Regions from separate parts of the Capra hircus genome. Here region 1 is linked to region 2. Evidence: chromatin contacts called from public Hi-C data. All regions are on one chromosome and are shown on one strand. Each heading gives the region's core, a stretch centred on a gene start, on an enhancer-like site or on the middle of the called end of the contact. The rest is flanking DNA. Distances are from core to core; before and after follow the strand shown.

The links. Hi-C and Micro-C count contacts between places; a contact is called where the count stands out from the background.
Region 1: a contact with region 2 is called in a Hi-C map of blood, with 4 times the contacts expected there. The contact joins two enhancer-like sites. A contact is called at or near these places in 3 of 5 Hi-C or Micro-C datasets (all in blood).

The regions. Positions count from the first base shown.
Region 1 is chr23:37,815,536-37,821,056 of ARS1.2, reverse strand. FGD2 (FYVE, RhoGEF and PH domain-containing protein 2) reads left to right here. Exons shown (of 16, transcript XM_018039186.1): 12 at 623-715; 13 at 1,390-1,521; 14 at 4,440-4,586. Among named protein-coding and RNA genes, the nearest start is that of FGD2, 26 kb to the left of the region's middle. Within about 2 kb of position 3,171, at least 3 of the 5 cell types and tissues checked have an H3K27ac peak or open chromatin away from gene starts, as enhancers often do.
Region 2 is chr23:37,653,866-37,659,324 of ARS1.2, reverse strand. No RefSeq gene overlaps it. Among named protein-coding and RNA genes, the nearest start is that of TMEM217, 12 kb to the right of the region's middle. Within about 2 kb of position 3,329, at least 1 of the 5 cell types and tissues checked has an H3K27ac peak or open chromatin away from gene starts, as enhancers often do.

The DNA of each region.
Region 1 (5,521 bases), core at 1,922-4,421, 160 kb before region 2:
CCCAAGGGTTGTGACTGTGGGGGAGGGAGGGGTGCTGAGTGTGTGCGTGTGTGCGTGTGTGTGTGTGTGTGTGTGTGGACGTGTGAGCACACATGCACCCACCTGCTCTTCCTCAGCTCTGTAGTAGTTGTAGGTGTCAGACAGCTTCAGCTCTTGCCGCTGAATGGCCTGGGACAAGTCAGTTATCATCTCTGAGCCTCAGTTTTCACATCTGTTCTATGTTCAGTTGCTCAGTTGTGTCCGACTCTTTGCAACCCCATAGACTGCTGCACACCAGGCCTCCCTGTCCCTCACTATCTCCCATAGTTTGCCCAAGTTCATGTCCATTGAATTGGTGATTCCATCCCACCATCTCACCTTCTGTCGCCCTATTCTCCTTCTGCCTTCAATCTTTCCCAGCATCAGGGTTTTTTCCAATGAGTTGGCTCTTCGCATCAGGTGGCCAAATAGTTTCTCCTCCCTTTAATCAGATGCTGGACGCTTGAAATGTTGTGCCAACACCCGATAGGCTTTTAGCAGTGCTTATTGAACGTGTGGATGGATTCACAGATGAGCAAACCCCTTCTGCCTCCCCCTCAACCGCCTCCTTTTGCCCTGCACCCCCACCCCGACCCTGCACCAGGCCTGCCAAGACGCCATTGACCAAATTGAGAAACGGAATGAAACCTTCAAGGCTGCAGTCCAGAGCCCTGAGGGAGACCCCCAAGAGCAGGAGGTAAATTCAGGCTCTGTATTTCTACCCCCCGACCCCGCTTGGAGCTGCCAGCTTCACACAGGAATGACTCCCTCTCTTGGCTCTACCTAGGTAGCTTGGAGGGTGGGGGCATGTCACCCATCACGAATAATTCGGAGGGATCAGGGGAAGCCCCACACCCCAGCATCACCCTACTCATAGAAACTCAGTGCCAAAGACTCCCTCATTAGCAAGAAAGTCCTTTGGGAGCCTCTTTGTGCAGCTGCTCCCAGAAAGGATTTCAGGGCCATAACTCTGGCTGTGGGGGGTGGGGTGTGTGGGTGTGGGTGTGGGTGCAGGTTGGGGTTTTGAAACTGCCTGAAAAACACGAGACCAAGGGCAAGTGAAAGGCAGGTGGGGTGGCAGTTACAGAGAGTGTCTATGACTATTTCAGCTCTGAGCTCTGAACCGTGGCCTGCTGGGTGTCTTTGCTGAGTCCCTTGACCTCTCTGGGCCTCAGTTTCCTCACTTGTAACGCAGGACGTGGAGAGATTGACCTCCCCCAAGTGTGGTCTTTATCCGTTCGGTCCCCTTCATGTGGGAGACACTGGGAAGCATAGCCCGCAGACTCTCTGCCACAAGCCGGTGGGCAGAGGGCCCAGGGCCCCAGGGAGTGGGCAGGGGGGTCCTGAGGTGCCCACCCCGCTGCCCCACAGCTGCAGTCCGAGGAGCTGGGCCTCCGGGCACCCCAGTGGGTGCGGGACAAGATGGTGACCATGTGCATGCGCTGCCAGGAACCCTTCAACGCCCTGACGCGTCGCCGCCACCACTGCCGGGCCTGTGGCTACGTGAGTACCCCCCCCCCCAGCCCCCATCTGCCAGCCCGGCCCTGCCCACCCTGCCCGCTTCAGCCAGTGCAGAAGCGCTGGGCGCTAACCCGGCCAGACATGTGCGTTACTTCGTTCGGACCTCACGTGTCCACATGTGAAGCAGGTCTCCCCCAACCCCTAATCCCCTTTCTGCAGATGCAACCTGAGGCCCAGGCCGGTTAAAGCCACCAGCTCAAGACATTCCCCAGAGCCGACCCTATTCATTCCCCTGCTTCCTTACCACCGTTTCCCAAGACCCCAGGGCCCAGGACCAGGGAACAGCCTCTAGTGTCAGACCCTTCAGCCCCTTGCAGGCCTTGAACCCACCTCCTCATCAGCCCCAGGCCTGCTACACACACCCGCCCCCGCCCCCGCCCCACTCTGTCCGCTCTTCTTGGCCGACCTCAGCTAACTGTCCCCTCTGCTTGGTGGATCCTCAGCACTAACTGCAGCACCTACTCATTCTGGGGCTAACTCTGCCTGCCACGTTCAGGCCTGTTTCCTCACCTGTACAGTGGGAATCAATAACACCTGGGCGGAGACCTCAACAAAGGAAGCTTCACCCCTTCCCTCTCCTTGGCCTCCTTTCCTTACCCTTCCTCCGTCATGGGGGCAGCACCACTCAGAGGCGCAGCCGCCAGCTGATGGAGGAAGGAACCAGGCCACTCCTTTGTCTTATCGGCTCAGGCCCAGTTATCAGAGGCAGATCTTGCTTTGCTTTTTAAGCACCTGCTGCACTTGAGCTGTTCTCTGTTGACATTACAACCCTCTCCATTCACTCCGCAAACACAGGGAGCCCTTTAATGACCTCAGTCTTTAATGACCTTGCAGGGGGTGCCGGGGGGGAAACAGGAGGAGACCAGCTGGGCAGGTTGGGGCCAGTCAGGGAGGTGTCCCCAAAATGTGTTAAACTGCAATGAGAACAAAAGTAAATTTCCAGGACTGGGACACACCTGTGTTCAGATGTGCATTCCATCCCAGAGCCAAACAGACAGGATCTGGGGATGAACTTCCCTTCTCCGTGAGTCACATCAGGAAATGAGAGTCGAGTCCGCTCGCACTTGTAACTTTGTAAGTCGTTTCTAAAAAACTATTTACAAGAGTTAAGAAATACAGAGAGGCCCAAAGAACAATACAGTGACACCCGTGTACCTGCCTTCCGGGTATGAGGAAGAAATAAAGTATTCTGAGAACTGAATAGATGATCCTTGATCGAAGCCTGGATGGGAAAAGACAGAACCAGATACAGACGTCATTGCTGGGACCATTGAGCGATATTTGCTTATGAAGCATTTGTAGTTAATAAGACTGTATTGATGTTAAATTTCCTGAGTGTGGTCATGATATTGTGGGTAGGGAGAAGAATGTCCTTGTTCTTAGGAGCTACAAGCTACATATTTAAGAGTGACAAGACGCACAATGACTGTAACTTAAATGGTTCAGAAGGAAATATAGATCGAGGGAGAGAGACAGAAAGGGAGAGAGTGAAGTGAAGTGAAAAGTGAAGTTGCTCAGTCGTGTCCAACTCTTTGCGACCCCCTGGACTGCAGCTTACCAGGCTCCTCCGTCCATGGGATTTTCAAGGCAAGAGTGCTGGAGCGGGGTGCCATTGCCTTCTCCAAAAGGGAGAGAGGGAGACATCAAACATGGCGATACATGTTCACAATCCCTGAATTTGGTGGTGGGGGTATCTGTATTATTCTTTCAACTTGTCTTCAGGTTTGAAAGTTTTGAAAATAAGAAGTTGGTAGAGGAGAGAGAAGAAAATAAAAAGTTTCTAATAATGTTTAAAAAAAATTAAATCTCAAAAAAAAAAAAAAATCTAGTTAAATATTCCCAAGGCTGAAGCCCTGTGTGTGAGGGCTTTGTGAGACACCCTTGGCCCAATTCTGGGGTTTCTCGTGCCCGTGCAAACCTTTGTACTCTGTGAGTCATCCTTTCGGTGGTTGGGTGCCCAGTTTCTGCCTCCCCGCCTGCCAGACGGGAATCCTGGTGAGGGTGGGGCAAGCCCAGGCCCTCTCCTACCGGTTCCTCCCAGGCCACGTGCTGTGCTGGGCACACAGGCCGGCTCCCTGATGAGTTACCCTTTCTCCTAGGCTCGCTCTCTTGCCCCCATTTCCAGTCCCACTTCCTGGACTCCCTGTGACACCCTAGTCTTCCTGGAAGTTGCATCCTGCCGTGCCTGTGTTTCTCCCCAGGTTTTCTCATGCCTCTTTCACCCGGTCACCCCAGCCTGCTCTGCTGCAGCCTTCTTGCAGCTGTGGTGGGCTGAGGGACAGCCCCCCTCCAAAGACTACACATGGCAGATCTTCCTGGCGAAAACTGCCAGCCCACCATTTTTATATCAGAACATGCTTGACTCTAAGATTGAGTGGATTGCAAAACCTGGATGACTTAACGCTCAACCATAGGACTGTAAAGGCACGTTCCGAGTGAGGAGGGCTGGCTGCTACCTGTGAGCGGTGTGGCCCTTGCCAAGTCACTGCTCCCTCATTGCAAAGTGAGGGTAAAAGTCCCAAGGCTGGTTCCTTGCTGGGGCCACAGGAAGGCAGGTGAGATGGCGGAAGGGAAAGAGAGAGAGTATTCAGAGAAGTGATGAGATGCAAGGGGTGAGTGCCGGTCAAGCCCCCGGGATCAGGAGCTGCCCCCGCAAAGGGGACCATGCAAGGAGAGAGGCTGAGCTCCTTCAGAGGGGCCCACATCTCAAGCCCCCCAGCTGGGGGCCCTGGAGCCTGACACCAACCCTCCCAGGCAGCAGACAGGACAGGGAGGCCCCACTCTATCTCCATCTCTCTCCTGAAGCCTGTTCTTTCTTTGGTCCCTGGTGATTCTCACGTCCCTAGCTCCCGGGTCAAGGCAGGAACCGCGTCCAAGCCCCTCCCTGCCCGTCCTCCCAGGTGGTGTGTGCCAGGTGCTCGGACTACCGGGCGGAGCTTAAGTACGATGCCAACAGGCCCAACCGAGTCTGCCTGGACTGCTACACCTTCCTCACCGGAAACGTGCTCCCTGAGGAAAAGGAGGACAAGAGACGGGGCATCCTGGAGGTGAGGGTCGCTGCCTCTGCTCGGCAGACGTCTGCAGGGCCTCCCAAGTGCGGGCGCTGTCCTTGGCACTGAAGAACTAGCCCGCTGTGGTCACACACCCCCACCTTCTCTCTGCCCATGGACACCCCCGCTAACATCCCCTACCCCTGCCGAATAAAACAGAGCTGGGCCTGTCACCCAGTGGAAGCAACTTCTGGCTCCAGGCTGCCACCTGGTCTCCTGCCCCTCCCCTGCCTCCCCATCCAGTGGTTCCCACAACCCCCCGGAGCACTCCTGTTCACGTCCCCATGCCCCAGCCGTCCCAGGAGGTGAAGAGAGCTGGTGCCGCTGATTCCATTTTGCAGATGGGGAGATTGAGGCTCAGGGTCCCACTGCAGGGAAGAGGCAGACTGAGACTCCATTCTAGTTGGAAGGGACCTCAGGGTCCGGCTGGTTCTATCCCAGGGAGGCCCAGACCCAGAGAAGTGACTCACCCAAGGTCACACGGCGACTTAGGAGCCAGCTCTCTGATCTGTGCTACGGGTAGTCGCTGCTGCCTTTGGGGCTGCCCAGGCTGCTCCCTCCTCTGGGGCACTAGCTGTATTCAGCTTCGTGCTCCACATACAGTGGTATCTAGCCCAGCCACTGGTTACCACCACCGCTGTCTGCACGGCCCCCGCTCATTAAAGCCAGGCTGACATCCCACTGTCCTTGAGAGGTGGGAGAAGACCCCAGCCTATTCCACCTGAATTCAGCTCCCAAGTTCAAGTTGATCCTTTCCGCCACATCTGCCCACTTTCTGACCCTCCCCCATTCTTTTAGGCCCAGACCCTGCCCACACCTTCTCTGACTGCTGGTCCGCACAACCTGCTCCTGGAAGAGGGAATGGTCTCTGCCCCTTTTCAGGCTCCCTTTCTGCTCCCTGGGGGCTACTTGCAAGGGATACGCCCTCCCAG
Region 2 (5,459 bases), core at 2,080-4,579:
TCATATATTTTATTTATTTTCATTTTTTAATTTTGGTTTTGCCACACAGCATGTCGGATCTTAGTTCCCCAACCAGGGATCAAACCCATGCCCTCCGCATTCAAAGCAGGAGTCTTAACCACTGAACCACCGGGGAAGTCCCCCTTTTACTTTTTATTTGGCCACACTGCACAACTTGTGGGATCTTAGTTCCCCAACTAGGGACGAAACCCAGGCCATGGCAGTGAAAGCTTGGAGTCTTAACCACTGGGCCTTCAGGGAAGTCCCCAAACGTCCCCTTTTAAATAAGATGCATCCAGTGTTTCCCCTTGGAGGATGTATTTCCGAAGGGAAAGGAAGCATTGGTAGGAGGCAGAAGATTTTAGAAAACTATAAAGCCTTAATGATTTTTAAAATCTTTTTGTATCTTGAATATGTAAGTTATTTCTGACAATCACCAAATAATTGTTTACCTCAGCCTTTTTGTTTAGTCTCTCGGCCGTGTTCGACTCTTTGCCACCCCATGGACTGTAGCCTGCCAGGCTCTTCTGTCCATGGGATTTCCCACGCAAGAATACTCGCCAGTCCAGGTTCAATGCAGGATACAGGATGCTTGGGGCTGGTGCACTGGGATGACCCAGAAGGATGATACGGGGAGGGAGGTGGGAGGGGGGGTTCAGGATGGGGAACACGTGTATACCTGTGACGGATTCATGTTGATGTATGGCAAAACCAATACAATATTGTAAAGTAATTAGCCTCCAATTAAATAAATTTAAATTAAAAAAAAAAGGAATACTGGAGTGGGTTGCCATTTCCTTCTCCATACATAATTAGGCAAACACACAACATACACAAACACTCTCACAAACACAGATACACAGACACAATCATATGCACAAAGAGGCACACCTAAAGCAAAGCCCTTGTTTATGAAACAAAATACAGTCAGCAGCTATTTGTAAAACCTGTTTGCCAGGGAAGAAAATCCTAATTTATTTATTTTTAATTTAAACACTTCAATGGTTAAAAAAAAAAAGCCTGTTTTACTAACAAGTGGTGAGGGGCAGAGAGAAGAGGAAGGAAGCTGAGGAGCGTTTCACGGGGCAGCTCGCTCAGTGAAAGGCTGTCCCAAGGGTCGGGGGCTCAGCCTTCGTCACCAGGGCAGGCTCACCTGGTGGCTGGCTCTTGGGGGCCCTCGTTAACCGCTTGCTGGGGGGCAGGGTAATTGGAACAAGGAAAGTATAGCATCAGCCTGTGCGTCAAGACCTGTGATAGCCAGGAGAGGCTGAAGAAAGGGAAAGACGAGGGCTTCAAAGGCCAAGAGCAGCAATGCTCAAGTGGGGGCTTCTGGGGTGAAAGAAAGCAGGGGAAATGGAGACCCAGGGCTGGGAGGAAAAAAGAAGTAAGACTATGGAAACATTTACACATCTTGAAACCGGCGGGGGAAAGTCAACACAGAATGAAGTCTGTCCTCCGTTGGACGTTGGACTTACAGGTGACAGCGGTGAGGTGGGAAAGATGCTCAGAAATATTCCGTGGTTGTTATGCTCAAGAGCAGGCGCCCCTGGGAGCGGCCAGCAGGGGCCGTGGGAAAAGGGGAGACCCTCTTTTCTCTGGGGAAGTTCCGACCTCTTGCTTCCTCTTGACACCATTGTTCCCCTGTGCAAAGCCTTCACCCTGATGTGGAAACCGCGTAAGAGAGCACAGCTCTACTGTCCCAGGGGGATTTGCACCTTCTCAGGCTCCCACCTTTCCATTTCCTCCCCTCCTTTCTCAGGGCTAAATCAGACTTCTCCCAGGACCCAGCTTAAATGTCTCCTCCTGCAGGAAGACTTCCCTGACTCTCCAACCTCTAAGAGTCTGGACTCCTCCTGCGGCCCCCAGTGCTCCCCCCTCAGTACCGATCATACTGGGGGTCCAAATGGCCCCTCAAGGACCCCCACCGCTCAGTGGGTTGGGAGTCCTTTGGAATGTGTCCACAGTCCTTTGGGCTGTGACTTACTTTTCAGGGCACCCCCTGTTCCTAGTTCAGGGCCTTCTATGCAGTAGATACTCAGCGAACGTGGTGAAGAAAGCAAAGATGGAAAGTCAGAGGTTGTCACTGGGGTGAGGGGCAGAGCTCAGGGCACCGCCCTTCCCAGGGCCTCCTGAGTTGTTCGAAAGGCTGGGAGATGAGGCGGTATTTCTCGTGTCAGCAGCTGGTAGAGGCAGAGGATTAGGGGAGGAAGAAAAGGACCAGGAAGCTGACCTTCTTATATCCTTTGTGGGTATTTCCCCACCTGTAACTCTGTGACTGTCCACAGTCTTCGCCACGGTCTCCAGATGTGAGTGAGAAGAGAGAAAAAGGAGTAGGAAGAGGTCAAGGGAGCGACCATGCCCTGTCCCTCACCAGCCCAGCTACCATAAGCATCATTTGACAATCAAGTAACACCCTCTTCTGCTGAGGGGGTGGGTCCATTGACCCCACAAATATTTACCAAGCACCTGCTGTGTGCTGGGCGTTGTTCTAGGTGCTGGGAAAATAGCAATGAAGAAAATATGGCACTTACATTTTGGGGGGAACATAACTATTGGCCTGGTCAAAAAGTTCATTTGGGTTTTTCTGTTACATCATATGGAAAAACCCGAAAGAACCTTTTGACCAAACCCAATATATATAGTAAGGCAGGTGATAGTCTGTGTTAGGAAAAAGTAAAGCAGGGTAGGGAACTCCCTGGTGGTCCAATGATTACAACTCTGCGCTTTCACTGCGGAGTGCGAGGGTTCAATCCCTGGTCGGGGAACGAAGATCCACAAGTCATGAGGCAAACAAACAAAAACAATAAAGCAATCTTTTTTTTTTTTTTTTTTTTAAAGTAAAGCAGGGTAAGTGGGTTGGAGGGGGTGGGGGAAGGGCCGCTTCACATGGGTTGGTAGGGAAGGCATTTGTGATGGCTTTTGAGCAGACTCCCGACAGAAACAAGAAAGCAAGCCAGTGGACACCTGGAGTAAGGAGGAGACAGGTGCAAAGGCCCTGGGGCTGGAATGTGCTGGGTGTGTAAGGGGGACTGCAAGGCAGCCAGGGCAGCTGGAGCAGAGGGAGGGAGAGAAAGGTGGTGAGGAAGGAGGTTGGACAGATGACAGGGAAATGGATCACTCAGCTCTCAACACTCTATGACGACGGCTTAGGAGTTTTCCTCGAGTGTGGCGGGGGCCCTGGTGGGATATGAATAGCAGAGTAGGGGAGGAACGTGATCTGCCTTGGGTTTCAACAGGATCCCTCTGCCTGCTGAGTGGACAGCTGACTGCAGAGGGAGCAAGAGCGGCGTCAGGGAGGCAGTTAGGATGCTGCTCCTGCAATAACCTGGGCAAAAGATGGTGCCAGCCTGGGCCGGACGGTGCCAGCGGAGGTAGGGAGCAGCGGTGGGATCTGAGTGCACACTGAAGGTGGGGCTGGGAGGGTTTGCTGAGGGGTTGGATAAAGGCTGAGAGAGAAAGAGAACCCAAGGATGATTCCTGGGTCCTTGACCTGAGCAACTAGAAGGGTGGAGGTGACAAAGACTGGGAGTTAAGGCAGCTTTGGGAGGGAAAACCACAGTCTGGATTGTGACTCCTCTTTATTTATTTTTGGTTATGCTGGGTCTTCATTGCGGCTGGGCTTTTCTCTAGTTGTGGTGAGTGGGGGCTACTCCCTCGGTGCAGTGTGTGGGTTTCTTGTTGAGTTCACTTCTCTTCTTGCAGAGCATGGACTCTAGGGTGTGAAGGCTTCATAGTTGCAGCCCATGGGCTCAGAGGTTGCAGCTCCCAGGCTCTAGACACAGGCTCGATGGTTAGCTGCTCTGAGGCATGTAGGATCTCCCCAGATCAGTGATGGAACCCATGTCTTCTGCGCTGGCAGGCAGATTCTTTGTCGCTGAGATACCAGGGAAGCCCCTCAGCACGTTTTGAGATATGTGTGCCTGTGTGCTAAGTCAGTCACTGCAGTCTTGTCCAACTCTGTGACCCTATGGACTGTAGCCCACCAGGCTCCTCTGTCTTTGGGATTCTCCAAGCAAGAATACTGGAGTGGGTCACCATGCCCTCCTCCAGGAAATCTTCCTGACCCAGAGATCGAACCCAAGTCTCTAACGTCCCCTGCATTTGCAGCAGGTTCTTTACCACTAGCGCCACCTGGGTGCATGTATTAGTAATCAATTGCTTGGTAACAAATTACCCCCAAATGTAGCAGCTTAAGAGAACACACATTTATGTTACAGTTTCTATGGATCAGAAACCCAGGGGCAGCTGGCACAGGTCTTCTGACTCCGGGGCTCTCACCTGCAGTGGAGGCGTCTGGCCAGGGCTATGGCCCCCTCAAGACTCAGCTAAGGGAGGGTCTGCTGCCAAGCTCACTTAGGAGGTTGTTGCTAGGATTCAGGTCCCTGGGGGCTGTTGGTTAGCGATGTCCTTCCTGACCATGCTGGCCTCTCCAGATGCTCCCAGTGCGGCAGCTGGCTTCCCTCGGAGAGAGTGAACAACCCTGAGGTCATCGCGGTTTTGTAACCGAATCTTAGAGATGACACCCTATCACTTCTGCTGTGTTTGATTGGTTAGAAGAGGGTTGCTAGTCTAGCTCGCACTCAAGGGGAGGTGATGGGTGTGAATATCAATTGGCAGGGATCTTTGGGAACCACGTAGAGGCACCTGCCCACAGCACAGAGGCAGCAGGACCGACGAGTACAAGTTTCAGGGACACGTCAGACCAGAGATGTCTGTATGGAGGCTACTTACGAGGGGCCTGGACAAGGAGAGCCGGGAATGACTGAGATGGGGGAGAGAAAGGGACAAAGGGCTGAGCCCAGGAGCTTGCCAATACTTGCAGGTCGGGGAGGTTCAGAGGAGCCAGCAAAGGAGACGGAGAAGAAGGGCCAGTGACGTGGGTGGTGAACAGAGAGGGGTGACCCTGGTGTCTCACAGGGCAAGAGAGGGACCTGTTTGCAGGTCAGAGAGGGATCAGCTGGTCAAAAGCCATGGAGAGGTCTGGCAAGAGAAGGCTAAGCTCAGGACTGGGTAATGTGGAGGTCACCTTCACAGGAGTGGTCTCGGGACTTCCCTGGCAATCCACTAGCTGCGAATCCCTGCAAGGGGCCTGGTCAGGGAACTAGACCCACACGCCTCAACTGAGATCTCGCTTGCCACGTTGAAGACTGAAGATCCACGTGCTGCAACTAAGACCCGGCTCGGCCAAATCAACAGATAAAGATTGAAAAACAAGAGCAAGAGTGGTTACGGTGGAGTGGAAGGGATTCCAGAGAGAACGGGAGGCTGGGAAGTGGAGGTGGACACACCACTTTCCAAGGACCCTTGGTGTCAAGCGGGAGCACAGCCTTGTAGCTGAGGCAGCAGGTGACTCTTAGTTGAGCTGATTCTGAGAACTCTGCTTCTTGCTCCACCACTTACACACACACACACACACACACACACACACACACACCCCTGTAGACTAGAGCGTAGACACA